Regions from separate parts of the Mus musculus genome. Here region 1 is linked to region 2. The links are chromatin contacts, called in public Hi-C maps. All regions are on one chromosome and are shown on one strand. Each heading gives the region's core, a stretch centred on a gene start, on an enhancer-like site or on the middle of the called end of the contact. The rest is flanking DNA. Distances are from core to core; before and after follow the strand shown. Region 1 overlaps Col13a1 (collagen, type XIII, alpha 1). Region 2 overlaps Col13a1 (collagen, type XIII, alpha 1).

The links. A called contact is a pair of places that touch in the nucleus more often than the background predicts.
Region 1: a Hi-C map of the N1E-115 cell line shows a contact between it and region 2, with 5 times the contacts expected there. The contact joins two enhancer-like sites. A contact is called at or near these places in 17 of 484 Hi-C or Micro-C datasets (the BV-2 cell line, the G1E-ER4 cell line, the HPC-7 cell line and 10 more), 1 of 115 datasets of contacts at active chromatin or transcription factors (embryonic stem cells) and 2 of 9 other capture datasets (liver and pancreatic islet).

Annotation. Positions count from the first base shown.
Region 1 is chr10:61,952,412-61,956,791 of GRCm38.p6, reverse strand. All of the region lies in intron 2 of Col13a1 (collagen, type XIII, alpha 1), which reads left to right. Among named protein-coding and RNA genes, the nearest start is that of Gm51766, 14 kb to the right of the region's middle. Within about 2 kb of position 2,856, at least 10 of the 459 cell types and tissues checked have an H3K27ac peak or open chromatin away from gene starts, as enhancers often do. A contact at or near this core is called in the N1E-115 cell line, where this site is marked.
Region 2 is chr10:61,877,917-61,882,453 of GRCm38.p6, reverse strand. All of the region lies in intron 18 of Col13a1 (collagen, type XIII, alpha 1), which reads left to right. Among named protein-coding and RNA genes, the nearest start is that of Gm40674, 35 kb to the right of the region's middle. Within about 2 kb of position 2,818, at least 13 of the 459 cell types and tissues checked have an H3K27ac peak or open chromatin away from gene starts, as enhancers often do. A contact at or near this core is called in the N1E-115 cell line, where this site is marked.

The DNA of each region.
Region 1 (4,380 bases), core at 1,607-4,106, 74 kb before region 2:
GTAGCGGGGAGGATCCTGAGAACAGATATACGTTACCGTGGGATTTCCTAGACCACTTGAAGCCAGTACAAAGACCAGGGAAATTCATACATTCTCTGTCCCTGTTCTTACTAACAAATGAGGAACGGGACAATATAGCCTCCGCTGGCAAGGAAATAGGTCCTTCAGGAGTGTTGTTGGAGTGTCGACGTGCTGGGGCTGGGTGCGGCTGGAGACAGGAGTGTGACTGTGGGACCCATCTCTTCTGCCTAAGACAGGTCTCAGCGGACTGGGAGGCTGAGGCTGTGAATATCAGTCTGGAAGGTTTGGGCAGCAACAGTGGGAATGCCGGGTGATGTAATCCACGTCAGCCCCAGCTCGCAGGCGCATGCTTAGAAGAGGGTTGGAAGGGGAGAGGAAAAGGTTCTTTGGCCAGGCCAGTGGATGGGGCCACAGCCACCACCGTGCACGCGCGGTTCAGACATTCTGTGAGGAGCACTATGAAGTACCCAAGAGCCCCGAGAGGCCTGGAACACAAGGCAAATGTCACCTAGGAGGTGACCTTCACAGTTTTACCATACAGAACAAACGAAGCAAGATAGAGGGTACACGCAGTAAGACTACAGGTTCCTCTGCCGCCATGACCAAAGTTTAAGTAAAAGGAGTTCTAGGGTAAATATCTTTTACTGAGTCTGTCACAGGAGTGTGGTGCAGGGCAGGGAGGTGGCTCAGCTGCCTGTGCCCTGTAACTTCTTCTCTGACGTCTGGCAGGTTCTTAGGCTTTCACCAGCAAAAAAGGAGAGGGGATGAGCAGGGAGTGGATGGTCAGAACTTGAGGAAGAGCCAAACTCCAGTCCTGTTCACCTACCTCTGGCAAGACTGTAGTAATTAATAGGATGGCACAGAAAGCCAGCCAGACTTGTGCTGGCCAGTTTATGGACAGACAAACCTTTTAAACATCATAGTACATACCTGTAATAATGTCAGTACTGGAGAGATACAAGTAGGAGCATCAGGGGTTCAAGGTAGGCCTCAGCTAAATGGCAAGTTCAAGACCAGTCCCCATCTCAAAAAGGCAATAAGTAAGTCTGTATTTCCATGAAGGTTGGAGAAACAACATTGAAACCCCACCAACAGATCACAGGATGTCATGTTTGTTCTGGGTATGCCCAGAACAAAAGATTCGAGGAAAGAGGAGATGGGTACATCTGGAGTTGACCAGCAGTTTAAGGAACTTGGAGCCCTGAGTGGTAACAGGAAACAGGTGGGCAGGGATCCTGGTGGAATGAGATGTCAGAACTGCAGAGAGCCAGGCTTTGTCAGATACTGTGTATGTTGGGAGTGATTGACCCCCAGGCTTTGTCAGATTCCGTGTATGTTGGGAGTTATTGACAGCCAGACATTGTCAGATACTGTGTATGTTGGGAGTGATTGACAGCCAGGCTTTGTCAGATACTGTGTATGTTGGGAGTGATTGACAGCTTGTTACTCACTTTCCTCCTCTGATGGGACAGAAGCAGCTTACGGTTCAGGATGACACAGCTCCTCGGGGTGGGGGAAGCATGGCAGCTGAAGAGGTTTGGTGGCAGCAGGAATGGGAGTGGCTACCTGTTCACATGGCATTAGCCAAAACACAGAGAGATCAGAAATATCCAAGTGGGCTATAATTCCCAAGGCCCACTACCTACTAAATCACTTCTTTTAGATAGGTCCACCTCCTAAAGGTTCTACAACCTTGCCCAAGCATCATCGTCTGCTGGGGACCAAGTGTTCTAACACTGGGCACATGTCATATCCATACTAGAGTAACTGGTAATGACTACCTGGAGCCCAGTGCTGGGTCATCTTGCATCCAGAGTAGCAGAACATGTGGTAATCACCTAATAATGTCTGCTGAGCAAAAGGTGTGGAAATCGCTTAATAATGTCTGCTATGGTTGCAGAAATGGTGAGCAGCTGGATCTCACACTCAGGCTGTGCTTCCCCACAGAGCATGAATGTAGCATCAGGGAAGGTTTAGGGAGGAAGGATGTGGTCCAGTCCAATGTGTACTTCAGAACAATGAGTTGTTGTGCTGTGGATGAAGCCTCCAAGGCAGGAACAGCCCCTTCCAGCACCAATACTTGTGATCCTAGGAATAGGACTTTTGTTTTCTCATGACCCCTTATTCGTGCCTGGCTCAGAACAGTGCCTCCCTACACCCTCAATCCTCAGCCTTGGTTATTTTCCATGGGTGGTGACAGCTGCTGCCACACATCCTAAACCTTTTCTTTGGCCAGCCCTGCCCTATTTTTCCCAACAGGCAACATGGGTAGAGCCAGTGGCCAGGGCTTTCGTCTCAGCTAGGTTCCTGTCACTACCTCTAAGTGGCAGCAGAGCAAATCCAAAGCCAAGGGCCCTTGCTTTGAGGCCCTTATTTCAGTTTTAGCTTAACCAAGAAATGGGAGACTCGAGACCAGGGGGTCCCTTGGCACGATTGCAAAAGAGGATTATTGTGGAGTGTATTGTAGGTTATACCAGAGAGATCATTCCAACTAGAGGGTTGCTGTCTTCCAGAAGCTCCAAAACTCGGTTGAACCTGCAAATAACTGCCAGGTTACTTCTGAGTCATCTTAGGCCATAAAGCAATTCCCCATGCTCAGCTAGTATGGAACACTATATTACACACTTGCTGATGCCATTGATAGTCAAACTTGCCCTGCTTCTGCCACAGCCCAAAGGTCATGGTTCCCCTGTGCTCACAACCCGGTGCCACGCCTACTTTCTCTCTCTAGCCTGAGCTCTGCCAGCCTCCCGCTGTTCTTCTGTTCTATCAGTAAACCTGGGCCAGAACTGCTGGACCCTGCATCTCTCCTGCATCACCCGCCCTGCCTGCCCCCTTCTGCTTCTGTTCTCATCTTCTCCCTGCTGAGCTCTTCAGTCTTCCCATCCTGCAGTGTCACCCCTCCGGCACCTTCCATCTATTACCTCCCACCTCAGCCATGTCCCCACTCCTGCTATGTGATCATATTGAGTACCTGGTACATGCTCAGTGTGTAATCCATGCGTCTCTAATACGAATCAAGTCACAAACAGACTCAGGCTCACACCTGCTGTGGTTTCTCGTAGGCTGTAGTCACTGGCTCCTTTGCTATCTGACATGGGTGCTATAGATGCTTGAGAGCAATCTCAACATGGGCATGATAAAGTGGGAGCCCCTTTGGTGGGTTCCCAGCCCGGGAGATGCTCTGCCAGTCAATTGTGCTGGCAGCCTCCTCAGCACTTCACGGCCATGCCTCATAGGCCTCTCTTCTACTGGGGATACACAGCTCCAGCCAGCATCTTCCCCCACATCAGACCTCCCCAAAATTCTGCAGGTTACCCAGTACCTAAGCAGGTTTTAAAAACTGTATGTGTGTGCATGCACACCCACATGCACACATACATGCACAGGAATGCACATGCCATGATGTGGAAGTCACAGGACAATTTGCAGAGATCAGTTCTCTCCTTCCACCACGTGGGTCTCGGGGTTCCAGACTTGGGTCAACTTGAGCCATCTTACTGGGTATAGGAGGGCTCTTAGAGTCCATCTTTCCCTCACATCTCATCAGTCACAAGTGTCACTGAAGGGTGGCCTGGTGACCCAGGGCTAGAACTCTGTAGCCCTGGCACTCAGCAGGGTGGGATTGCTGCAAATTGGAGACCATCCCAGGCTGATGGTGAGTTCCAAGCTACTGAGTGACAGTACCTCAAAGAAAAGAGAACTGTTGGTTCCACTGTTGATCTTTCCCTATCCATAAGCACTGTTTTGTCCAGACTGCCACTGTGTGCCACCTCCACCACTTCACACAGAAGCCAGGTGGTGTTTTTAAAGTTAACGCACAGCTCTCGCTAACCCAGCACTTCAGCATCCCACGTGACCCTTAGGATAGAGACAAAAATCCGCAGTACCCTTTACCCTTATCCTTCATGTATTCAAAGCAGGCCCTCTGGGGACATTTGTATTGCTGGAGCCCTGGCCACCTGGACCAGGGATGCTGGGCCTCAAAGATGACCAGCCCAGAAAGCAAGTGCAAAGTTAAGATGTTTCTTTGTCAGTCCCAGCCCTTTGGGCCGAGGAGGCTGGGGTTTTAGTGCGGAAAGGGCTCTGTACTACAGAAGCCCTTGAGCAGCATCTCCTGCCCCGCTCATAGAAAGGCAGGCCAGCGCGGGAGAGCCCCAGCAGCCCACAGCCGTCGAGTGGCCAGATGCTGCCTAGCTGCAAGAGTGCAGTGTCTGCTCTTTCCTCCCCTGCTCTTGGCCTGTTTTAGGGCCCCTGGGGGAATCCTCTGAGGCTCATTTCTTCGCCATTTCCTCCTGAAAGCCTTTCCAGATTCCCAAAACGATGCTGATAGTGTGTTTCTCCTCGATCAGTTCTGAT
Region 2 (4,537 bases), core at 1,569-4,068:
CTAGGCTGGTCTACAGGAGTTGAGGTTGCAATCCCTTCTTGCTCAGGGAAGCCATGGCTTCCTGGGCACAGAATGACCACATGCATCCCCTGAAGGCCGTTTAGAGCTTTGTGAGCCGTAGTGCCTTGGCACCTCAGGCCCCATCTTTTCATCCTACATCTAGGACAGTCAGAGCCTCCTCTACTATAGAACTCAGGGGCAGCCCACTCAGCCCATCCCTCCTGCTGAGCCCCTTACCCCTCCTCTCTTTGCTAGGCTACGCCTCTCTTTGCTAGGCCACGCCTCTCTGCCCCTCTCCAGAAGTCTCTTCTCATAGTTTCTAATAGCCAAGGCCATAGCCTCCCCTTCTACCTCTCAGGGCCTTCACCCCTCCCAACAACCTCCCTGGTAGCTTCAGTACCCCACATCTATGCCTCTCCCCCTCTTCCCCTCGTCCTATCACCGACCCCTCAGTGCACCCTAGCCCACTAGCAGAGGGGTCCCCCAAAAGGGGACAGACACATGCTTCCTTCACAGTCCTGACGTCAGACGCTTGTCACTCATTTACCCAAAGTCAAGCGAGCACAGCCATGCTTCATGTCTTAGTTTAGCCAGCATGCAATGGTACCCGTCTCACTCCATCCTTAATGCAACCAGGGCAGAGAGACCATTAGCACTTCACCTAAAGTTGCACAGATGGTGAGGGAGGTCTCATCAACCTGTATTAATTTGGAGGAGGAATGGACATGGGTGCATGTTTCCCACCCACCCCGGGTGGAAGGGGGGACGACCAGTGATGGTCACACTGAGGTGAGACAGCTATGTAGCCGCCCCATCGTGGTCACAGTAAAAGGTGGAGGGGGCAGGCATCCTCAGTGTAGCAGGTGGACCTGCCACATGAGCTTCTCTTGCTCTGTCTCCCGGGCGTGGCACACGAGGTGGAGTTTAATTTCTCAGCCTATGAAGTCCGAGAAGGAGACACTCCCTCCATCACCCCCACTCGCTGGATCTAGTGTCCACTTAGCCAGGCCAGCCAGTCGTCTGGCTTGTCTATTGGCTCCTCGAGCTCAAAACCCAGGGTGGTTAGCACCTTTGTGCATCCCGAACACCTGCCCAGGGACCAACCCTCCTGCCTAGACTTTCCATGTATTTATATACCTGTGTGGTACCTGCTTAACCCAGGTTTATGGCGAACATCTACCTTAACTATACTGTACAATGCAAAACATTGTCTCAAACACCACAAATCACAACTTTGGGTCTCCTTCAGTTCATTGTGGGTGGACAAACCTGATGGGAGGGAGAATCCTAGTGCACCAGAGTTAGTATCTGCAGAGGTTTTTTTGTTTTTGTAGAGGACCACAACCTATGACACACATTCTGAAGGAGCCAGAGTTTTGTGGAATGAGGAGCAACATTGTTTTGTTTTGTTTACGATGTTCAGTTTCCTTTAATGACCCCCATCTCCCTTGAAGGGCAGGTGCAGGCAGCTAGGCTACTTGCAAGATGAGTTCACTCAAAGGTCTTGCCTTGATTGACAGTTTTGCCCACGTGCTGGAAGGCCCCCCTCCCAGGAAAAGTACTCTCGAACCAGGATCCAGTTTCTGCTGTGTATACGACTCATAGTCCATGAACCTCCTACAAGCCGGAACAGGGTACCAGACAACTCCACAGGCATCCCCTTAGGCCCCGCCCCCTTTTCTGAGCCCAGGCTTACCTTAAACACGTTTGGTAGTTGAGGATGGCTTTGAACAGCTGCTCCTTCTGACTTCCCAAGTGCTGGGATTAGAGCGGTGCACCCCCACACCCAGGTTATGTGGTGCCAGGGGTTGAACCTAGCATTGTATTGTCTTCTGGTCAAGTCCCCCTCAGAAAGGTTTTTTGTGTTTTGTTTTTTTCTAGCAAAGTGTGGATCTCAAGTTTGTCTCCCCTAGCCCAGAGTTGGGAGGTGGTTACACCTGCTCTGTCTGACTCCAAAGCCTTGCAGGTCAGAGAATGTAGGTGCACAGGTAACTCATTTAGATGAATTGAGAGCATACTTTGCCCAGTGGAGTGGCCCTCGATAGCTGAGCAGGTGCTTGCTTCTAAAACAGCCTATCTCGGACCTTAGCTACTCCTGACAGATCCCTGTGACCCCCTGGCTCACAGAGGGTCCAAGTGACCCAACTTCCCTGTGTCATTTCCAAGCAACAGGAGGCACTCAGGATTTTCTGTCGATGTTGGGAAGTCCCAGTGAGGACATTCAGACCCCTGAAAAGGATGCAGATAAGACCAGGGAGACAAGAGCCCCAGATCTGTGGCCTGGGGGGTGGGGGGAAGGACTGGCCCGACCCCAGCCCCCACCCCGTGACCTCTGGGCTCTGCTCTGCCCTCCAGAGACCACAGACTAATGAGAACTGACTTCTTCCTTGAGCCTGAGTACATATCAACAGATCTCAAATTTCGATTACAAGCCAGCCGTCCTTCCAAAGCCCCAAGCCTTCAGTGGGGCACCGGACCCAGGAATTCCCTGGATCACTTCCTGCCAGCCCTAATTACCGGAGGACCTAGGATTTCCAGGGTTCCGGTCCTTGCTTCTGGGCAGGGAAGCAGGAACTCACTCTCCTTTTTCCAGGAAGGACAGACCAAGAGCTCTTGCCTGGGACAAAATGTTGTGTCTCCTATCCTTGTCCCTCTAGCTCCCCCAACCCAGAGTAGAACTTCCCAGCCCTCTCAGACACTCTGCCAGGCAATCTCCCACCCCCTGCAGAGAACAAAGATGGTGTTTCACTGACCCCTTGTAGTAGAGCCCTGGCCTCAAGTCAGGGAAACCCATTCATCTCCACAGCCTGCCGGGGGCCCTTTACTTGGCTGCGGAGCTGACATGGAAGCCCCACCCCTACTCCTTCCAGACAGACCTCTTGCCAAGTCCCTGTGCAGCTTGTTCAACAAACAGTAAATCACCAATTAGGAGGCCACACCTACCGGCCAAGCTTGTGCCATCCTGTCATCTCTAGAAAGGCTGAGTCCTCCCACTAAGAAACTTCAAAGGACACGGGACCTGTTGATATTGGGAGTAGGGACACATGAAGGGGCTCTAGGAGCTGGGACAGGCCTTCAAGTTCATTTAGTACAGCCCCTTCCACCCATTTGTCTCCTGAGCCACAGTGACAGCAGTGTCCCCCCTCCTCCCACCCCCTCCCCACCACAGAAGGTTTCTGTTCATTGTTTCTTGTCACTTGTGTTAAAGAGCCAGTATCTTCCCCAAAGGTGTCTGACTGCCTGGGAGTCACGTCTTGTGCCCTCATATGCTGGACAGAGGGGCTATGACCCTTTGGGATACTTGGAGCACCCACTTGCCCAGCCACAAGGTGGTCCAGAGGAGCTGTGGAGAGCCCTTCCCCTCACCTGAGCCTCTAGTATCCCCACTGGGAAGGCAGAGGCAGACAGGGATCAGAGCCACTCTGGTACGCTTGGATAGGTGAGAGATCCAAGCCACAAAGCAAAGCATGGTACCCAGCCATCAGGCCAAACTGAGCACAGGTCCACCTGCGCCTTTGGAACTGAAAACCTAGAGAGGGCAATAGAAGGGAAGGCCCTAGATCTCACAGAGGCACACCACAGCTTCCATGTGTTGCCTTCCTTCATTCATGGCCACACCAGCCCCTGTTCCAACTTCTGAGATAGTGTCTTGGGTCCTGAAGGGTACCTCACCTCCATCCACAAAGCAGTGCTCTCTGGTCTATCCAGAGGTCAAGGCAGGGCAAGCCCCTAGGCTGGAACTGAGTAGTGAGGCTAATGAGAGTGGAGAGAGCCTTGGTGTGGGGTCAGCCAGGCGCCCCTGCTTCCTACCCAGCAAAAGGCCAGGAGGGCAGCAAGCCCTGAGGCCCTGAGGCCAAGATCAACCGAGGGGGATGGGGGCAGGAGTAGGGGAGATCGGCCATCCTATGGAGGACTCCTCCTAGGCTTCTGTGTTTCACCTAAGGCTAAGACTCCCCAAAGAGAGCCCTTTATCTGGAACTATGGGCCGAGCATCTCCACTCCAGTTCTGGCTCGTCTGCCTCCCGAGAACCATGCAGGGGGCGGGGGGAGGACCAGGGGGTACAGAATAGATCTAGGCTGAGCTCACTCTGCAGCACGGACTCAGAGAGGAAAACAGTCACCCTGACACCTAGCCCGGCTCCACACGGGGGAGATAGAAGGGAGTTCAGAGACCTTGCAGAAAGCTAAGGAACCAACAAAAACCAGAAGGGAAGAGAGACAAACCGAAGCCTCTGAATAGCCAGGACCTCCCAAGGTAACTTCCTTCCAGCATCCCTGCACATACCAGGGGACCCTGTCTAGGGACTTCTAGCTGGGTCAGCATTGTGGAGTCCAGGGGACTGTTATCAGGGGACCTGCTCCTCTAGAGATGCGTGCCACCTAGGACCCTGAGGGGACTTTTTTAACACCACTGTGGCCAAGATGGCGAAGTTCAGAGTAGGTCCTCCTGCGCCCTCTGCTGGCCACAGAGCAGACCTGCCTGTGCTGGCTGGACCCCTCAGACACCCTGAGCCGGCCAGGGTGGAAGAGGATATAT